Linked DNA regions of Mus musculus: all the other regions are linked to region 2. A link is a contact called in public Hi-C, HiChIP or PLAC-seq and promoter capture Hi-C data. All regions are on one chromosome and are shown on one strand. Each heading gives the region's core, a stretch centred on a gene start, on an enhancer-like site or on the middle of the called end of the contact. The rest is flanking DNA. Distances are from core to core; before and after follow the strand shown.

The links. Promoter capture Hi-C pulls out the DNA fragments that hold promoters and counts their contacts. Hi-C and Micro-C count contacts between places; a contact is called where the count stands out from the background. HiChIP or PLAC-seq counts read pairs in DNA pulled down with a chosen protein or histone mark.
Region 1: a contact with region 2 is called in a Hi-C map of neural stem cells, with 2.1 times the contacts expected there. The contact joins the enhancer-like site here to the promoter of 6330420H09Rik in region 2. A contact is called at or near these places in 20 of 484 Hi-C or Micro-C datasets (bone marrow-derived macrophages, embryonic stem cells, induced pluripotent stem cells and 9 more), 2 of 115 datasets of contacts at active chromatin or transcription factors (embryonic basal ganglia and stem cell-derived neural progenitor cells) and 1 of 9 other capture datasets (embryonic stem cells).
Region 3: a promoter capture Hi-C map of hematopoietic stem and progenitor cells shows a contact between it and region 2, with 2.3 times the contacts expected there. The contact joins the promoter of Clrn3 here to the promoter of 6330420H09Rik in region 2. A contact is called at or near these places in 2 of 39 promoter capture datasets (embryonic stem cells and hematopoietic stem and progenitor cells).
Region 4: an H3K4me3 HiChIP or PLAC-seq map of craniofacial prominence shows a contact between it and region 2, with 4 times the contacts expected there. The contact joins the enhancer-like site here to the promoter of 6330420H09Rik in region 2. A contact is called at or near these places in 1 of 39 promoter capture datasets (liver), 1 of 484 Hi-C or Micro-C datasets (uterus), 4 of 115 datasets of contacts at active chromatin or transcription factors (craniofacial prominence, embryonic stem cells and stem cell-derived neural progenitor cells) and 1 of 9 other capture datasets (embryonic stem cells).
Region 5: a contact with region 2 is called in an H3K4me3 HiChIP or PLAC-seq map of craniofacial prominence, with 6 times the contacts expected there. The contact joins the promoter of C230079O03Rik here to the promoter of 6330420H09Rik in region 2. A contact is called at or near these places in 2 of 484 Hi-C or Micro-C datasets (embryonic retina and nephron progenitors) and 1 of 115 datasets of contacts at active chromatin or transcription factors (craniofacial prominence).

Annotation. Positions count from the first base shown.
Region 1 is chr7:136,128,760-136,132,902 of GRCm38.p6, reverse strand. No RefSeq gene overlaps it. Among named protein-coding and RNA genes, the nearest start is that of Gm36675, 22 kb to the left of the region's middle. Within about 2 kb of position 2,887, at least 13 of the 459 cell types and tissues checked have an H3K27ac peak or open chromatin away from gene starts, as enhancers often do. A contact at or near this core is called in neural progenitor cells, neural stem cells and stem cell-derived primordial germ cell-like cells, where this site is marked.
Region 2 is chr7:135,852,158-135,856,419 of GRCm38.p6, reverse strand. 6330420H09Rik (RIKEN cDNA 6330420H09 gene) reads right to left here and starts at 2,301. Exons shown (of 2, transcript NR_166518.1): 1 at 2,230-2,301; 2 at 444-1,516.
Region 3 is chr7:135,526,375-135,530,689 of GRCm38.p6, reverse strand. It overlaps Clrn3 (clarin 3), which reads left to right and starts at 2,036. Exons shown (of 3, transcript NM_178669.5): 1 at 2,036-2,415. The coding sequence starts at 2,187.
Region 4 is chr7:136,157,936-136,161,985 of GRCm38.p6, reverse strand. Gm36675 (a long non-coding RNA gene) reads right to left here. Exons shown (of 3, transcript XR_378573.2): 3 at 1,669-2,681. Among named protein-coding and RNA genes, the nearest start is that of Gm36675, 6.8 kb to the right of the region's middle. Within about 2 kb of position 2,480, at least 8 of the 459 cell types and tissues checked have an H3K27ac peak or open chromatin away from gene starts, as enhancers often do. A contact at or near this core is called in craniofacial prominence, where this site is marked.
Region 5 is chr7:136,347,766-136,351,677 of GRCm38.p6, reverse strand. It overlaps C230079O03Rik (RIKEN cDNA C230079O03 gene), which reads left to right and starts at 2,263. Exons shown (of 5, transcript NR_040459.1): 1 at 2,263-2,358; 2 at 2,797-2,829; 3 at 3,743-3,894.

The sequences.
Region 1 (4,143 bases), core at 1,638-4,137, 280 kb before region 2:
ATGGAGCAGATAGGCTGCCCGGATGCTACTTCGTGAGGAATTAGAAAATGGGAGCCTCTGGAGTCACCATGAAGATTTGTTTAGCTGTGCTGACATCTTCTGGGTCCATGGTCTCTGTGTCTGCTATGGTTTGGAGTTTCCTTCAACTCTCTTTGGCTATAAACTGGGAAGAATGTTAGCTAAGTCAGCAACACAGAAGACCACCATCTTTTGTGACTTGGTATGTGAGTCTGTTCCACACTGTGACAAAACACCAGAGGCGGTTGAATTAAAAAAGGAAAGGTTTGGGCTCAAGGTTTCAGGGAGCTCAAGCTAGGATGCCTGGCTCCATTGCCTTGGGCCTAGCACAAAGGAAGAAATCCCACGGCCCAAAAGAAAAGAAAGGCTCTCACCTCCCAGAGGTCAGCAAGCAGAGGAAGGGGGACCAAAACCAAGGTATTTCGTCCAGAGATACACTGCCAATGACCCAACCTTCTCCAGTCAGACCCTACCTTTCCGCTTTCTCCACCTGCTGCTAACGCCATCATAGTGAGATTCTGCATACGGATTAGGCCATGCATGAAGTGCCACCTTCAGGACCCAATAGCTTCCCAATAGTACCAACTGGGAGTTACACTATCTACACATGACTCTTCTGGGGCACACTTCCTATCACAGCCATGAGCAGGACAACTGAGACACACTCTGAGAGACACTTACAATAATATTTGAAAATACATCGTTTCTGATCACCGGAAAATGTTCTCAAGGCCATGAGTCACACAACCTTGCATTTAAAAACCTTCCAGGACTGCAGAGACGATGGCTCAACAGATAGGCCCATTTGGGCCACACACATGAGTTCAGAGTTCAGGACCCATGTGAAAACCAGGCTTCCCCACAAATGCCTGCAACCCTGGATTTGATGGGTGGTGGAGGCAAGGTGATTGCTGGGACTTCCAGTCGGGGCTATCAGTTCAGAGAGAGACCCTGCCTCAAAGGAATACATAATCAGCAGTAAAATAGGACGCTTGACACCTTCCTCTGGCCCTCACCCAGGTTCTCCAACCAGTATGCACACATATGCACACTCACACAAACATGTACACAAATTAGTCAACTCCTTTCAAATAACTTTAAAAATGATAAAGGTAGTAATGGTTACTTGGAAGAAAGATGTTTTCTGAAAATGTGTAACCACTAGTAAGTTGTCACTGCTTGTCAACAACGATCACCTATTCTGCTACTAGACAACCCTAACGAAAGTCATTGAGTCTTCCTGCCCCCACCAAACAAGATCAAAGTAGAAGGAGGACTAAGTGGGAAGAGGAGGGGGTCAGTTGGAGTGTTCAAGGGACAAGAGAGGATGATGGGGAAGTCAGTTCTATCAAAATACATCACAATCATGCATGCCATTGTCATAGTAAGATCGATTCCTAGTTGTACTTAATAAAGACTAATGAAACACTTCTAGAATTCTAAACAAATATTTTCAGGCTTACCTGTGAGTTTCTTTAAGGGTTAGTTGAATGCTTTCTGTAATTTGGTCCTTCTAGCCCAGATGTGTATCAGAGCTGGCAGGAGCAGACCTGGGGTTCCCTCTGACAACAGGCAAGGAGACTCAGTGGGACATTGGTTTCCTTTTTCACACTTCGATCAAGCTCATCAAACTTATGGTGCATTTATCATCTTTGGTTTTTACTTCATCCAATTTTAAGACAGGTTAAAGAAGCCACTGAGACATAAAGAGCTGAGGTTGGCCGTGACCTTCATTGCAGAGCCCCAGAGAGACTTTATTAGGGACTTGGCTTGGTCCCACAGTGGAATACTAACAAATCCCGCTTCAGAGAGCACACAGAATCCGCAACACGGATTTGTGGCCAACAGCCCGAGTTGTATGTAGCTCGGGTTAGGGAAATAAAGAATTTTAAAGAAAGAGAGGCAGAACTGGATGAACAAAAACGCTCCAGGCTAAGCCTTCTAAATTCCCCGAATTAAAACTCTCCAGGAGGTGAGAGCTGGGCAGGGAGCTCGAGGGGGAGGGGGAGGAGGGGGGGGAGGAACTGCAGACTCTCTGAACAAGCAGGCAAGGTTCTAGGGAAGCCATGGAAACCAGAAGTAAAGATGACTCCAAAGGTCAGAAGACAGCTCCCTGGGGTGCCTGTTCCATGACTAAAGCATGTACAGAGAGAAGCCGCACTGATAGAATTAGCTTACATCTTCTGGAACTTTCCACCAGTCACTTGCTGCTCCCCAGAGGTTCCTCGCTGGACTCATTAAGCAATGCATCTAAGATGAAAGGTGTCATTGATTGAGTTTCTGAATAAACGGATGCATTAATATTTTACTAATAACGATTAAAATTGTCTAAGACAACCTCATTATACTGCGTTCAGCCATATACCAGGCAACAAAATGATGAAGAATTATTGAGTTCCAATTGAATATGGAGGCATAAAGTTTCTGATGTGGCAATAACTGCAGACAGGGAGCCTGGACCCTCAGTCCTGAGTTCCTCAGAAGCTAAGCAATCCAATCGTCAAAGCCCTAACCAAGGCAAGCCGGTCAGCTAGAGGAGACTGAAGCACCTCTGTCAGAGGAGCGAGGACATCTCCCCAGTCCTCTGCAAAGCTGGAGCTGTCCTGGGAAGGGTAAGCTGCCTCAGTTTCCCACCCAGCTCCTGAAACGCCATCACCATCACCGTGTGCTTGAGCATCTACAAATAATAATAATAATAATAATAATAATAATAATAATAATAATAATAATAAATTCTCAGTGAAACCAGAGCCCTGCTTGCTTTCCACACACCTCAGCACTTCTCTGCCCCCTCTCCCCCAAGGCCTGCCCATGTCTTCCTGTTCTGGCTGGCCCCAGTCACTGGTAAAGTCTGTCTTTAAATCTGAGAATGCCAGCAGCTTGCCAGGCCTGGAAGCCTGCCTTTGAAATGCCTCCAGCCAGGCCAGGGGAGGAAATATCAGATTCTTCATCAGAAACCCATTTGCATTCGCTGTGAAACTCAAGTCAGAAGCCAGACTTGCAAGGCTTTAAATGCATGCCCCGCAGCACAGGAGCCAACAGCGGTTCCCACGCTTGAGGTCAGTCAAATCCTAAAGTCACCCTCCTCCCAAATGGCCCTGTTCACTAAGCCTTTCGTAAAGTAACAGGTTCCGTTCCGGGGTTTATTCTCAGTATCAAAAGGGAAGCAAGATCTTAGAGACACGAGCTGCCGCCACCCCCTGGAAAGCTGATGTCAGTCCTTAAAATTCTTTGTCCCTTGCTTCGAAAATAGAATGCTTGTACAATGTCCTCTGTCGATGAGATACATACATGACATGCTTTGAATAGTGTGGGTCCTCATGGAAAAGCAGGCCACTACATCTATAAAATTCTTGACTCTTGAGATTAACAGGGGCCTCGCTTGGGCATCTGGGAGTGGAGATGTGCCCGTGTCCTGTTATCTAAGAGGCCACCTCTCCCTGGGACCCATGGCTGCTGTCACTTTCTCTCTTCTCTTCTTGTCACTAACTTTGCTTAATGACCCTGTTCTCTGGGACTTAGTGTTTCTCCAGCAGAGAACTGGGCCCAGCTCTGCATGGCTGGAGTTGAGGGATTTGATCTCTGGCTGAGACCCCAGAGTACAGGGGCAGAACCACGTGGGCTGTGATGGGACCAAGCGTTCAGTACAGTTTTTTTCTAAATGGATGTTCAATATTTTAAGTGGCACATCAGTTACTCTTGGGCATTCTTATCCAGCTCACTCCATCAGCTTCAATAAATACCAAATTAAAAGAAAGAAAAAGAAAGAAAGCTTGTTCGTTCGCTCGTGTGTGTGTGTGTGTGTGTGTGTGTGTGTGTGTGTGTGTGCTCATGTGCATTATGGGATTGAAACTCTGAAGTGAAGAACAAAGGGAACTAGCAAAGCAAAGGAATCAAAGGCGCTGGGACTAACTTGGGGACCTTCCTGGTCTTCGTGGCAACTAGATGCACAGAGAAGATACCTCACCTGCTTTGGGAACATCCCCTCTCTTGAATTTTATCTTTGTATTTTCTGTGTCTCTTTCATAGGTGTCCCCCTTCAAGGTAGGTTCCCTAACCTTTGAATCTATTACCTTACTTTCTAAGATGACTAAGTTGAGGATATTGGGGTGGGAGACAATTTTG
Region 2 (4,262 bases), core at 1,052-3,551:
ACGCACACAGGACAAGAGTGGCTGTCCGGTGGACAAAGATATGGATATCACTGTCAATGGAGTCAGAGGACTTCTAGTATTTTTCTACACCACGTATTGTTCAGACAGGTAATTAATTTGCACATGTACACACATATACACTTCTGGTTTTAAGATTTATTTTAATTTCTCTTGTGTGTGTGTGTGTGTGTGTGTGTGCCTGTGGATATGTACTTGTTCCATGTGTATGTAGGTACGGGGGGGGGGGTGCAGAAGGGATTGTCAGATTTCAGAGTTCTGGGAAATGAACCTAGGTCCTTTTCAAAAGCAACAAATGTTCTTAACTGCTGAGCCATCTCCCCAGCCCCGGCACCTACCCTTTAGTACTAAAGAAAACAAAAGGTATTTGGTGGCTTCCAAAATTTAAATTATATTTAGATTAGGAATGATATTAGAAACAGCAACAGGATCTGATATTTTTATTCTGTGGATCATACCACCATGTAGAACTGTATTCTTTTGTCGCCTATGCATTCATTATGGAGGGAACTGTTTCAGTTTTTGTTTTTGTTTTGAGACAGGGCCTCAAATAACCCAGGCTGGTACTGAGCTTCCTAAGTACCTTGAACTCCTGCTTCACCTCCCAAGTGCTGAGATCTCAAGCGTGTGCCATACTGGGCATTTTGGAACTTCAGCATCAGATAAGGACAACCCCAAAGTCACTTTGTATGGAAAAAATAATAATTATTATTTGTTGGGAGCAGGAAACCAAGAAGGAGGGAGCTCAGCAGAGCTCCAGATATCCAAGAATCCACCAAAGAAACATCTGAGGAGGAAAGAGTACTTTAAAACAAAGAAAAATCCCTTTCTCACTGGACTCAGGGAAGTCCAAGACTCATTTCTTAAAACCTTTACATCTTATCATTCGACTGTTACCCTGGGATTGCCAAATGAAATGCCCAGGGATCAGACCCAGGCAGACAGTGAGGTCAGAAGTTATTCTCTTCTGTGAAGAGTACAAAAGACATTTTGTAAAAGCCAGGCCCAAAGAAGGAAAAGAAAGAAGTCATGCAGAGAGGCAACACATACAGAGACGTGCTTCATGCAAAATTTCAAATGGCTTGGTGACAGCTCTGAGAACCTGTCTGGGGATAATTTTATGGAAAAGCAGTCACAATGATATCAATTAGGAGAGCAAGAAGGATGCCTGCTCTGTCATTTCGGTGGGAGAATGGCTGTTGATTTTCCTTGGCATGCTCCTCACAGGCACTTTGAAGACCTTTCAGCTGAGAAGGGAAATCCACACAGTGACAGGTCCCCCACATGTTTCTCCCAGCGGTTACAACTCCATCTTTCATCCTTTGCTAAGTGGGGCGCTCAGAACATGTGTCAGTGCCGGCTGTGTCTCCTTTGAGGCCCCTTGGGTATCCTCGGGGTATCACTGAGCACAGCCCAGCATCCCCTTTCTTTGGCTTCCGGTTCCTCATCCATACAGTGGGAAGCCTTGCCTTCTCCGTGGAGCTTGGCCAAAAGAAAGCTGAAAAAACAAAACAAAACATACAAAAACCCGGAAAACAAAAAACAAGCAAACAAACAAAAAAACAAAAAACAAAAACACCCAAAGTCTAAAGCACCAATCAGGAAGATTCCGTTAGTCTCTGAGTTACAACTGAAAGGCCAGGTGGGTCAGAAAGTACATCTGTGCGAGAGAGCGAGTCCACAGTCACACAAGGTCACTCAAAATACATTTGCTACCTGGAAGGTAGGGAGTGACTGCGGTCCCCATACAAGCAGACCAAGTGCCTTTTCTAGCTACCAATATCCAAGGAAAACGTGAACAACCTAGAATCAACTGCCGTCTCAAACCAGAGGGGGGCGGGGGGAATGCCCACAACTCAATTAAACTATATCGGCACAATCCCCAAGATAAAACCAGATAGAAAAAAATTAGGGGTGGAGGGACAAATGTAGAATGCCGCATCTGTTTCTCAGGCCCCTCGGTACTAGAAGATCTGGCTGTGGTCTTCACTTTGTGCAGCAGAAGAGGGCAAACCTGCCTGCAAGTTGAAGCTCCCACGGGCAAGAGCAAGTGTCTTCACCGGTAAGTGCTGTTGTGGGCTGGTGGGGGCTAATACGCTATGAATAGAGATGTTTTAAATGTATTAAACATTGCCCCCCTCCTTTTTTTCCCCAAGATTACACTGACAGAGCCTTCCTTAAACATTATTTGAATAAAGCCTCATTACTCACAGTCCAAAGAAGTTCATTAGGAAGAGATGGCTTTGGAAAGGAATCAAGAAGCTTGCCTTTCTTCTCAGCAGTGAATTACATTAGCTACTTCCCAGTTATTTAAACCTTGAAATAAAAGATGTAAACGCCGCAGTGACATCTTAAGATCATTGCGGAGGCCGGTCTTGCATGCACAAAAATGCCCAGCTGGTCTACAGATAAAACAGATTGATAATTAGTTGCAAAATGTAACATTTCATCAAGAATATTTTGAATAATCCAATTTATCTTTGTCAGATATGCAGCACATATTTTTCTGGGGAGCAGCTTTGTTCTTTAACATAATATTATAATTTCAGGCTGCTAATGAAGGCGCCCGCCGGCCGGCCGGGCCTTGATGTGTGGCGTGGCGGGGAGCGCGCCGCGGCCCGGGGACCGGTGCGCCTGAGCTCGCCGCGCCCCGCTGCCGCCACCTGCCCGCCACAGTGTGGGCTGCGAGCTGCGGGCCTCGGGCCGCGGGCGATCAAAGGGCCGGCGGGCAGCGGGGAGGGCGCCCCTGGCGGGCAGAGCGGGCGGCGGCGGGCGGGGGGCTCCACCGACTTGGCTTCTAATTAACCGATGGAAAGGCGCCCTGGCAGCCCGGGTGGTGATCACAGAGGCAGGCATAGTTTGGTGCAAGCTAGCAGGACCCGGGGCTGTCCCTGCTGGGGTCTACTTGAAGAGGGAGGGGCAAGGACAGTTTGCTGATCATAGGACTCTCGGATGCAACTTGCTTCAAAAATACAGCCATCATGAATTCCCAATGCCTGTGACACCTAGGGTCCACATGCTGGTCCAGCCTTTGAGGTGTGGGGCATGGTTCCTGCTTGAAACCCCACATGAGAGAGAGTAACCATGCTCCCTTGTGGAGGCCCAGGCCTGTGCAAGAGGGAGTCTCCCCTTAACTGTGAAAGACCCCCTTGCTATTCTAAAGACCTTGGTTGTAGTGTCCAGAAATGAACTCAGACAGGCCTTTCTCCAGGGATCTTATTTCCCACAATTCCACCCGCGTGGCCAGAGGCCAGGTCTATACTGACTCAATTTGAAAGCCCCATTCCAAAAGATGCTGAAACTGGCAAGGCAGAGCAAACCTTCCTCTTAAGAATGTCCTTACCTATATTTGCTCAAATGGATCCCAGGTACAAACTCTGTGTGCAAAACCTTTATATCTCTTAGAAGTTATCATTTTAACTGCATGTGCAAGCCTGTTGCAGTTGGGCAATATTTTGTATTTTCTGTCTTAACACCAAAAATGAAGTCTCATAGCTCAGAAATTGGTTAATAACCTGTTCTGATACCCAAACTCCCCTGAGCAGTGTGTAATGGGCATTCATTAATGTGGCTCGTCTCTGTCCCCTGTGGTCTTCAGCCAGCCCAGAGGAGACCTGGCCCATGACCTTGGTGTCTTCATGGAGGCTAGAACGGGTGGCAGTGACTAAACCCACGATGTCTCAGGCAGCTCTTAGTTCAGCCAGAAAACCCAGCATGAGCTGAGAAATTCTTCAGATGGAAGCTTGAGTCTGGAAAGGGAGGAGACCTTCACTGTGGTCATAAGTTTTGCTTGTAGGAAAATGTCAAAGACTCAGCCACTAAGGACCTGCAGAATGGGGGAGAGACCTTTAAGGCTGGTCTCCCTTTTCTTTTCTTTTCTTTTGTTGCTTTTGTGTCACAGCAGGGGATTTAAAAGGCTTCTCTGTGGGTGTCCCATCCCGTGTGGAGGAATGTGTCATTCCAGGCTTGTGTGAGAACCAGGTACAGCTCAGAATGTACACAGCTGCCAGGCCCATTGGGATCAGGGAAGAGGGACCACAGAGACCAAGGCTACACATATCCTACAGATTAGAACCCAGCTCGATAAAATCTGTGTGAGTCTCTGCAAGCAAGTAAGCACTTGCCCTTCTCTTTCCCTAGTCTTTGAATGCACTCTGGCATCTCTGTGACCACAGGACCTGATACCCAGGAGAGCCTGATGCTTGTTGCAGGGTGAGTTTGAATAGCCTTATGGGTACTGGGTA
Region 3 (4,315 bases), core at 787-3,286, 330 kb after region 2:
GGCTGAAGTTTTAAGAGGGCTTGGAATTGCTTCTTGAGCCATGCTTGTCTGTGACTGGAATCCTGTTCCATATGCTCCAAATGCTCCAGAAGCCACAAACCTTGTTTGGGTTTTTTCAGCTGGATACAAAAGTCCTTCTGCTTCTGCTTCCCTTTAGCAACAGTTTAAGAAGTTCCCCCAGGGGAAGAGAAGAGGGAGGGAGGGAGAGAGAGAGAGAGAGAGAGAGACAGAGAGAGAGAGACAGAGAGAGACAGAGAGAGACAGAGAGAGACAGAGAGACAGAGAGAGACAGAGAGAGAGACAGAGAGACAGAGAAAGACAGAGATAGAGACAAAGAGAGACAGAGAGGCAGAGAGAGACAGAGAGAGACACACACATAAACACAAAGAGACAGATAAAGAGACAGAGAGACAGAGATAAAGAGAGCCTAATGTGGTGACTTGATTTTTTTGCTCTATCTATCTATCTATCTATCATCTATCTATCTATCTATCTATCTATCTATCTATCTATCCTGTGTCTTTCTATAATCTATCTATCATTTGTCTTTCTGTCTGTCATCTATCTATCTATCTATCTATCTATCTATCTATCTATCTATCTATCCTGTGTCTTTCTATAATCTATCTATCATTTGTCTGTCTGTCATCTATCTATCTATCTATCTATCTATCTATCTATCTATCTATCTATCTATCTATCTATCCTGTGTCTTTCTATAATCTATCATTTGTCTTTCTGTCTGTCATCTATCTATCTATCTATCTATCTATCTATCTATCTATGTGGTGACAGAAGTGTGGTATGTCCCCTGTTCTGACTTCAGCTTGATGCCTGCCTTGTCTTTCAACATTATTATTCTATAATTATCTATATGTGTCTCTTTCCCCCAGAAGTGAATTGACTGAGTCTAGTGATTTCTGTGTCTTCAGTCCCTTTTCTACATTTACAAGAGGAGAGCCCTCATCCCACAGGTAAGTAGGTTATCTAAGAGGACAGGGTTCTGATATACATGTTCAATATTGTTCTGTAATCAAAGAACACAAGAAAAAGAAAAATGAAAGAATAGTTTGTGACTGTCTGTAATCTCAAGAAATGAGTGGGTAAGTACCACCAAGGACTAACTGCTAGGCCAAGCTAGCTGCAAGGCCATAAGGCAGGAGTTAGAGAGTATGGTGGTTAGAATGAGGATGCCCCCCCCCCATAGGCTCACTTATTTAAATGTTTGGTTGGCACTTGATGGATTGTTTAGGAAGGATTAAGAGGTGTGGTCTTGTTGGAGGAGGTGTGTCACATGGGGGATGGACTTTGAGGTTTCAAAGGCCTATGCTGGGCCCAGCCCTGGGTTTTCACTTTGCCTCCTGCCTGCAGGTCAGGATATAAGCTCTTAGCTATTCCTCCAATGCCATGTCCCAGGCCTGCCATACTCACTGTCACAATGAACAATGAACATGGACTAAGCTTCTGAAACTGAAACCAAAACAAGCTTCCAGTTAAATGCTTCGTTTTGTAAGTTGCCTCGGTCATAGTGTCACAGCAATAGGAAAGTAACTAGGACACAGATCTAAGCAGGAATGTTTAGAACCACTTTTAACAAAGTACTAAAAACTGATAAAGATTATCATTTAAATCAGATTCAAATAGAATGCCATTTGGAAGAGAGAATTTGATGGGCACTCCTCCCTAATATGATCTGAGAATAAGGAGGTATATAACCCAGAAGGAAGAGTGAGCCTTTCTCTTTCCACTTCACAGGACCTTGACAAAGCCTTGAGGTTTGCTTTGGGGATCCCTATGCTATCCCTTTGGGGTCTAAGTCTCTATTCTCATGATTTGAGAATTCAAGTTACACTGTAGATTAACCTGGCTTCCACAGCATGATAAAGGCTATAAACTAGTCATGTGATTGAGGAAGACCTGAAAGGATTGCCTAGCCCTTCTTCATGCTGGTTGGCTGCAACCATAACAACCGTTTCTGCAAGACCAAAGTTCAGCTTCTGCACGTCTTTATGGCTTTGTTCACAGGTCAACGTTCAGTAAGCATAAAACTTCCCAGGAAGACGCAGGTTTTACATTTACAACCAAGTGCTAGACGTCCTTTCTAAATACTGGATCCCAAATGATAAGGCCCCCAAATATTCTAAGGTTGCTGTTGTTTTATCGCGGGGAGCTTTCTTCCTGAGAAAATGCCAACCACACAGAAAACGTTGATGTTCCTGTCTGGCTTTCTCACAAGCCTGGGCTCAGTTGTTGTCATCTGCTCCATTCTTGCGACTCAGGCATGGATCACCAGCAGGATTTTCTTTACAGATGCTATCTCCAACGGTACCATTGTTATTACCTATGGGCTCTTCCGTGGTACGAGTGCTCAAGAGTTGAATGAAGGCCTTCAAGATCTGGACAAAAACTTTGAAGGTAAATGACCACCCAGTTAGAATGGGAATGGCAGGCCATGGGTAAGACACACCATTCTACATTTGGGCCAAACAGCCATTCAAAACTAGTCCCTTCAAAGTCCCAAGTGAGGCTATCATTGGACTAACTCATAATTTTGAAGGTGTTTATTATGTTTTCAGACTCATGGCTCCAATTATCTTGTTATCTTTGGAGTCTAAACCATTGTATCGGCAGTTGGGCTTGAGTTGTACCTATCTGGTTTATTGACAAGTGAATAATTAAGTTAAAGTATGTGGCAGACTTATGGTGTTTAAGAGCCAGCATAAGCAGTGTTTTAAAATCGACCATGGGCTTTGACTTGGGGCATCCAAACTTCCAGAAGTTTGTAAGTAATCACATAGGGAAAATGTCAAGGAGAAGACATCAGTATCAGTAAGTTTCTCAGCTTCTTGAATCCACACTTTTGTATATAGAGTATCTCATTGTTGGGGATGGTATTTAATTCCATTTTAATCCTGTTACTTATAGGACTTCCTGTTTGTTACTCATTTCTGATGTAATAATGCCTTCCTCTCCATAAATACAAAATAAACTATCAAAGATAAGTAGATGGCAGCTAGTCGAGTTTTGGATTTTAAGACCTAGCATTACGGTTTTTGAAAAGTAATAGCCACAATTATTCACTACATAGCATCATATAAGCGGACTTTACGTTGCTCAGTTCAGGGTCTGTACAGATGTATTTTGGGCATTTACATTTCTAACTATGCACCTTATGCCTGTGTGATGTTTGGTGCCCATACTCCAGGATAGAGTTCTAGCAGGTTTATGATTTTGTTAATAAAATGGTTTCTATAAATCCAGGGCAACGTACCTCTGAGCTCTCACTGTGTCTTTGAGTGATAGGAAAAGCACATCTTATCTGAGGTTTCAGCTGCTTCCCCCTCCCCTGGTGCTCACCACAGCCTTTCAGGAGCCCGAAGAGACCTCCTCTAAAACATCCAGGAGCTCAGATTTCAAAGTCCCCTTCAGCTCTCAGTAATAGCATTTTCAAAACGGAAAAACAAAAAAACAAAACAAAACAAAAAAAAACAAACAAAAAAAACTGTCCACTTGTTTGTGAATCCTCTGGCAAATTTAAGTGCTTGGGACAGAAGGCTACAGTGTTGGCTTGGGACAGAAGGCTACAGAATTGGCTTGGGAACAGTTGATTCCATCTAGAGATTGATGACTTCAATGGAATCCCTGACTCTAGTCAAGGTGGAGCAGAGAAGGTCAGGGAAGGTAAGGTCTACATGATGGGGAGTGACCATTCTGGTGTCTGGAAAGGAAGGACAGCCCAGTCAGGGAGAGCAAAGCTTGGGATCAGTGCCAGTTAGGCCCCTTCTGGTCAGCGTAGAGACAGGTAGAATGCTCTCACTGCCTGTGCCTGACTCTCTGTTTTTACCGTTCACTATGGGAAAGCCACACTGTAAATCTCCCACCCCCACCACACTGTCCAACCTCTCATTGCTACAGAGGGTGAACAACCACCCAGTGGAGGAAGATGTTACACAATTGCTAGATGGCATGTAAGGGCCACTCAGAGACTGTGGGATTTTTCCATACCTGTGACTGTGATAAGCACTGAGCATGTAAATGTTTATCCCAGACGAGAAGTCATCCTTAGAACATGTAGGCAATGCTAAGGCTCACCTGTTGCTTACCATGTCAACAGAATCCAGGATCGACAGGAAGACCTGATGCTCTCCTGCCAGAAAGCCAGAGTTGCTGAGAACATCATTAGCCAATCATTGGTAGCAAAATTTAACCTGTATAAAGTTAAATATGCGTTGTCCTGCTCAGCACTTAGATACTGATGTTTCCCCTTGAGACGTCAAGTGTGTTAGCTTTGTAGCTAGGGCCAGGAAACACTGAA
Region 4 (4,050 bases), core at 1,231-3,730, 310 kb before region 2:
CACCTCCTCTTATTCTCAATGATACACCACAGCAGATCTGGACTGCCTACTGAGTAAGGCACTAGAACATCTGCTGGAGACCACCCTGAGCCTCCTAATCCCAGGAGCAGGCAGCATCACCAGTCAGTAAAACCAGTGGAAGGGGGCCTGGAGCAGAACAGAGCTGAGAAAATGAGAGAAGTTGGAGAGAGCAGGAAGCCAAGTCCGGGGTGTTTGTCAGCTTCAAAAAAAAAAAAAACAGTTGGCAAGACTTCCAACAGGCTCCCACAAGGGAAGTGCTTAGCATTGCCTCAACCCACCCTGGCTCAGACTCAGAGACTTCATGGTTTCCATTTTTATTAGCTGTAATAAAACTCAAAAATTAAAATAATACATTTCCAAAGTATGTTATTTGTTCCAGTTGCTGTGAGAAATCCCCACAATCTGAAGGGCCTCGAAGTCAGTCACCTTCTCACCCTGAAGACTGAATGCCTAAAATGGCAAGGTGTCAAGCCACAATTCCTCCAAGGCCTCTTCAAGATGGGCAACTGTTGGCTTGGAGCTGCAAAGTTCCCCAACCTGACCCTATGCCCAGCTTTGTCTCTGCCTTGCGTTCTCCCCACCTCCTCTTGTATGTGTCTTCTTACTTTCTAAGATGACACTTAGGACACAATCTCACAGCCCAGGACAACCTCACCTCCAGATCCTCAACTCAGACACAGCTTTAGAGAAGAGGTCAACTTCCTAGGGAGTCTGGTGCTGACCCTTGTTGTGTAGACAACTGGTCTACCCATTCAGGAAGGCCTATTCACATAAGAATAAACTAAAACAGTTGGGTGATTCACCAAAATTATTCACTGAGGAAAAAAGACAAGCATTGTGGTTGATGGAAGCCCGGAGTGCCCTGAGATGGTAGAGGGGAGCAGGGGAGCAAGGAGAACTAGAGTTCTATGAAGCACAAAGGCAGATTAGTCTCTGACTACCCAGGGCTGGCTTTCTTGGTAAGTTTTGATTTCCATGTAGGGAATAGCCCTCCAGGCTCCTACCCATCTTCCCCTGACAATCAATTGCCTGCTAGCTCCCAAACTCTGAATGTTGAAGCAGCAGCTACCATAACCACTCACCTTAGTCACCGTGGTCATATTCTGAACCAACAGCTAATGAACACTCAGGTTATGTAGGGCTTGACCTTCAGCAATTTTGCAAAGTTTCCAGGACCCAAGCTTCATGAGAACATCTGAGGGTCAGAAACCCTTAGTGAGCACTTCAACACACTCCTCTTTCGTTGGCCTTACAGGGCTGAAACCTTGATGGATCTTAATTGTCCTGTTAAAATACTGTAAATATCTTTATACAAAGTAAATAATACTAGGGACATGCGTTCTTTGAATGAGTCTTAAACCTATTACACAAAGCTTGTATCACAGGCAGTTGTAAGCCACTTGACATGGGTGTTGGGAACTGAACTTGGAGTGTGCCCTCTTAACAGCTGAACCATTTCTCCAGCCCCTGTGTGGTACTCTTTTAACAGTCAACTAGAACAACATGACAAACGTTCTTTATGTAATTCCATATGCAGTGCTTACAAAAATATTTGTGAATACGAAGCAGAAGATAAGCCCATACCCACATCCAACCAAAGTCTTTGTGCTATAATATTCTTTCTCTAACCCAAGTCCTCACTCCAGAAATTAATCTCCTTTCTGAAATTTTTCATTTAATGCTCTTAGGTTTTGTTTTAATCATTGTGTGTGTGTTTGTGTGTATGTGTGTGTGTGTGTGAGAGAGAGAGTATGTGTATGTATGTGTATTTCTGTATATGCTATTATTCTACTTGACCTTAAGTCTGATAATCATTGTATAGATAGTCTATATCTACACTGAAGACGTTTTGCATTGCATCTGATAATTCTATACAACTGCACGCCCATTGCTTACAATGGTCTACTTAAATCCTATTATTAAGAGGGATTCTGATTCATTTTCAGGCTGATGAATTCAGGCTGCTTTCTGGTTTTGCTATCCCTGTTAACATTTCTGTGAACACTCATGCATTTATCTTCTAGAACATATATGCAAAGGAGTCTGTTAATTAGTAAGAGTGAGACTATTTAATCAAGTGTTCATGTTTATAAACTAGTACCAAGTCATCTCGCAAAGTGCTTTTTTCTAATTACACAAGACCCTGCATAAAGAGGAGGCGCTCTCAGCTGTAGCCTCGTGAACGCAGGGCACCATCCAGCTTCCAGCATTTGTCCAACCAGTAACAGAAAGGAGAAGCTTACTGGAATTTTGCACCTGAATTTTTCTGAATTCTGACATGGTCAAGAACTGCTTTGCATATGTTCATGTTTCCGTTTCAGGAAAATATGTCTTCGTCATTTTTGCACATTTTTCTTGCTGATATGCAGGAATCCTCCGCACTCCACATCTGACTCTCTCCAGTTAGTACTGTCCATTGTGACTCTTCCTGGGCCTGGCTTTTCAACAGTCTCTTCATGTACTTTCATGAACAGAAGTTTCTAATGCAAATGGGAAAATCCTATCCATCTCCTCCTTTGTGGTGGGTATATTTGGTGCTTTAAAAAGTTCTTTTCTTCCCTTTGGTCACGACTGTGAAAGGGCACAGTGAAACAGCTTTCTGGAGACCCAGCGGGTCACTCTGTCTGTGAGGCACCTGGAGTTGATTTGCTGAGCTGGTCCTGAAATGGTGAGGCAGGAATCAAGTTTCATTGTTTTGCATAAAGACAACAATTGGCTCACAGTTATGTATTAAATGATCCCTCGTTTCTGGCTGATCTACCGTGCCCACCCTGTCATAAGTCAAGCAATATATATCAAGGTGTCAGTTTCTGGTTCTCCATATCATGATGCATGTGTAATTATGACACTTTCTCCTGGAAATGTGTTATGTCAAGTTACAAACCCCACTATGTTATTCAGAAATATCAGATTATGCAACCCAGAGATCACAGTAAAAACCCTAATAGAAATTAAGTGATAGTAAGGATTTCGAGGCAAAAAGCATTTAGTCATAAAATAAGGTAATATGTAAGCCTTTACCCAAACAACAACTACTCTAATATACAGATATTACATGATATTATCAAATAATAAGGTGATGGCACAACTTATTAGGAACTAAAAAATAACTGAGAAATGGCAAAACCATTAGGAAAACTCCATTGAAATCAGCTATGAATATTCTTTACCTATTTACCTGACTGAGTCTCTCTATCCAAATGCCTGCTCTGGTGTTCTGTTTTCTTACAGCTTTTCATGTCCTGGTTTAAGGTTTATAAGTATTTACATAAAGGGTACTTTGTTAAATTTTGTTACTAAAATATATATTGAAGAACCTATATTTTCTATATGACTATTTTGGTTAAAGTTGTATTTTTGGTTTTGATTTTCCATGTAGGCAACTGTATGGGAAAATAACTGCAATATTGCTCCCTTCTTAACAGTGAGGTCCCCTTTCTTTTTCCCTTGTCAGTGCAATAGCTGGTGCTTACAGAAAAATATTGACAACTTATTAAACAGTAGCTCTTTCTCCCTTTGTCTGATACTTAAGACATTTTTTGATTATTCATTATCCAATGTGTACTATAACATTTTATACCTCTAATAAGTAAAATCTGTTCCTTCCCTAGTTTTCTTATAAAATTTATTAATATTAAAGTTGATTTTCCTTATTGTATTATGAGATTAAACTTCATTAATCATCTGTAAGTTTGAGGTGAATATAGTTAGTCTCCACCTCACAGACCAGAACGGCTTTCCTAGCGTAAACAGGAGTTCCTTAAGATGAAATATAGTTTTACTATGTTGCTGGATCCTCTTCACTGATGTCCTTCAGATTTTTGCTTCTGTATTTATAAGAGAGACATGGGCACTGTCTTTTTTTCCATAGTGCATCCTTCTACCTGTAGGGTCATCAGTCCCCGAAGAGGCACTGAGGATACTCAGTTTCTGTGTCTACTCTTTGAGGTAGATGTGGATTCTGCCCAGGTATCTTTTGAAGCTTAGGTTGAAATTCTTTCTCCCTTGCCTTTAGAAACTCATACTCAC
Region 5 (3,912 bases), core at 1,014-3,513, 500 kb before region 2:
CCCTGGGCTGGTAGTCTTGAGTTCTATAAGAAAGCAAGCTGAGCAAGCCAGGGCAAACAAACCAGTAAGTAACATCTCTCCATGGCCTCTGTATCAGCTCCTGCTTCTTGCCCTGTGTGAGTTCCAGTCCTGACTTCCTTTGGTGATGAACTGCAATGTGAATGTGTAAGCTGAAGAAACCCTTTCCTCCCCAACTTGCTTCTTGGCCATGATGTTTGTGTAGGAATAGAGACCCTGACTAAGACACCTTGCCTCATATTGATCAATAGTTCATGCTCACTTGCTTACTCTAGCCTCTGTACCATCAACCTGATGTTGGATACCCATTTGAGAGACTTCAAAAGTCTCTGTTGTGTACTGTTTCCTTCCACACTAACCCCTTGTTGTCACCGTGGGTAGAACAATCTGTCCCAGTACACTTTACATCCTTGGAAGTCTTGCCTACCCTCCTCCTTCAGTCCTCTGCAGGCTACAGGATCCCATTCCTGCTCATCCCTGCACTAGGCTGCCTCACCTTCGCTTATTATGCTCCTGCCAGGAGGCAACCCTTCTGTCCTTTACATACATGTGCTTTGCTTTCAGGGTCTGTTGATGTTTCTTGTAAAAGTGGCAGGATGCACACTGAAGTGAGAGCGCTCATTGCCACTGAATTGCGCACTTGAAAACTGTGACAGTTTCCACACCTTATACAGATGTGCATGCAATAACAACTAATGAAAGGGGGGCTTGAATTTGAAAAGGAGTGGTGAGAGTTCTAAGGGAGGGTTTAGAAGGAGGAAAGAAAAGGGAAAATGTTGTAGTTATAATATCAAAAATAAAACAAACAAACAAACAAAAAACCTAACAAAATTTGTGACAGCTCAAACAAGTCCCATTGGAGCTCAATAGGACCAAGTCTTGTCGTGAGAAGGGAGGTAGGTACAGGTCCCACCCTAGCTGAGGACCTATTAGCATTGATAGCTGCCAGGAGAGGGAAAGTCAGGCTATTTTGAGAGTATAGACCCTGGTAGTTTGCCATGCTCCAGTGGAAGGCCACACATCCAAGAATATATACAGACAACACAAATAGGTCTTGATGGATATAAAACAAAAGAGGAAGACAAAGTTGGGTGAGCAGGGAAGTGGGTGGTGGATCTGTGTAGCATTGAGAGTGTAGCAAATATGGTTAAAAGACATCGAAAATTTCTCAAATAACTAACACAAATTTTTTTTTTTAGTGCATATGTTGGATGGTGATAGCGCACACCTTTGATCCCAGCATTCCAGAGGCAAAGGCAGGCAGATCTCTGAGTTCAAGGCCAGTCTGGTCTATAGAGTGAGTTCCAAGGCAGCCAGGAGGCCTACAAAGAAACCCTGTCTTGAACCCCACCTCCCCCCTAGAAAAAATGAAATACCAAATGTTACATTATGGACATTATGCTACATTAAGTAAACTTTGTTCCATACATTTGATCATAGTCCCCTCTCCCCTAATAAGCTGATGCTGAAACCACAAAAGGAAGCAGCAGGGTAGCTGCCTCGGGGTTGGGATCTTCCTCAGGGCCAAAACCAGTAAACACTGGAGTGAGACTAGGTGTTCAAGTCCATGCTCAGACTGCACGCGCATAGAGTTTCACACTTAGGTTTTAGAGGTTTTCCGCACCGTTGAAGGATTACACAGTTAGTTCCCATAGATTTAGCTGAGACCTAGAGCATAACAATGGCTTCCAAGTCAGCGGGTTATGCAGGTTGCCTGATAGATTATGCTGTCGTCTTATGTTCTTAGTGGGAAATACCCGCGTATGAGAACAAAATGCCCTGCTGACCGGGGAAGGAATAATCAGGGCTAAGCGTGCACAGCCTGCAGCTGAGACCATGGCTGGTGGGGCCATCTCTTCCTCCCGCCATCTGCTCCGTGTACCGCCTCCACCATCCGGCTCTGTCCTGAAGTTCCTATAGGTGTCTTTGAAGCAGAGGGGAGCCAAGAGCTCTTAAGTTATTCTTAATTTGTTTTTCGCATGCTTTAAAAAAATGTCGAGGAGTTGAGCATGCCGCAGTTTTAGAGAGAGTTCTGCGCAGTCCCAGTGGGCATAAGATTAAAACCAGCAGTTGGTCTCTCAAGCTAAGTAGCCGAGAGAAGACTTTCCCAAGGATATTTTTCATGTTCACAGCAGTTTTCCCATTTAGAAACACAGAGCACAGACTTAAAACAGCAATCGGAAAATAAGCAAAGTTACAGGTGACGGAGAAACCAGGATAATTCATGAGTTTCATAAGAGACACAATTAGAATTCTTCCCTCCAGCCACAGCCCTGTTCTGCTAGAGACGGAAACTGCCTTAGACCTGGGGTTTCTCATCTGCATAGGATCCTCCTCAAAGTGGGTTAAAGTTGGGGCACCTAAGCAGATAATTGTGAGAAATAGCTCAAAAGTGAGTCACATTTGAGTTTGAAGTATGGCTGTGCCTAGCTAGGTGCATCTGGAAAATGCTAGATCTTTCATTTGGCTGAATAGCACAGCTGTGCGTAGTGGACTTTGGTACCAGACAGGGAGCATGGCTCCCTGTGTGCTTGTCATTGCAAAATCCTGGGCTTTCGATTAAAATGGACGTTGAAATCACTAAACATTTTAATAATGGCAGGCTCTTCCTCTCTCTCTCTCTCCCTCCCTCCCTCCCTCCCTCCCACCCTCCTTCTCACCCTCTCTCTGTCTCTGCACAGGTATGGGTAGGTGGAGAGCAGAGGATGATGTTAGGACATCCTCTTCTATTTGCTTCTCTATCTTATTTTTGAGACAGGCTCTCTCCTTGGCTTGCAGCTTACCATTTTGGCCAGAATGACTGACTAACTGGTAAGTCCTGGGGATCCACCTTTTCTGTCCGGGCCCCTGCCCTGTGCTCTTGGGTTACCTACACCTGAGGACATAGGCATTCCTGACTCTGTCCTCTGACTGCTCTGTTGTGGGGGTGGGGTCAGAGCTGGGCATTTGCAGTTGCTGTTCATTCATTGGTTCTTGAACTGTTACTTGAAATGCTGAGACTTTGTATGCAAATTTATTCAACCCATACAACTGGCTTCCTTGAGCAAAGTGAGGTGAGGGTTTTCTCTATGCCAGGAGTCAGAAGAGCTGGCTAATCAAGGGCTTTTCATTTGGGCAAAGGAGATTGCTGCAGAAGGCAGAGAAGGGTTGAGATCAAAGGGCAGAGGCACACATTTACAGCATGTTTTCATGGCTCAAACCGCTGCATATGAGCTGTGACATTTGGCCACAATGGGGAGAATTTGGAGAGCAAGTGAGGTCAGGTGGGAGGCTAGGAAGAAAAATACAGAGAAATGCCAGAAGATCTGTGCAGTTAAGGAGATAAGCCAGCACCTGACAGCTTTTTGTTTTATCTCATTTTTGTGTGTGGAATTATAGGAAATTGTGTGTGCATGTGCATCCTACGTCTGTGTGCATCTGTGTGGACTTGTATGTTCTACATGTGTGAATGTGTGTATGTGTGTCCTACATGTGTGAATATATGTATGTGTGTCCCAAATGTGTATGTGCCTGCATACATTTGTGTGTGTGTGTGTGTGTGTGTGTGTGTCTTCAGTAGCTCTGAAATTGTGAAGAAAGACAGAAAACAAACAGGAGCCCTCACAAGGGAGCTAGGGAATAGTTCATCTAAACAAAGCACCTCTTTATACGCACAGATGCAAGCTGACAGGAGCCTCATCTCAAGGTGAAATTGTTTTTAATTGTTTTTTTGTTTTGTTTTGAGCCCCCCTCTATGAATTACCATGGGAAAAAAAAAAAGAAGGCCAGCACAACTCGTGAGAGGCCACCAGACATGGGAAGGTCACCTTTCAATACAATGAACTTCAAGGAAGCTCCAGGACCCAGACCTTAAGAATTGTTGAACCCTATAATAAGGTGTGTACTGCAAGTCTG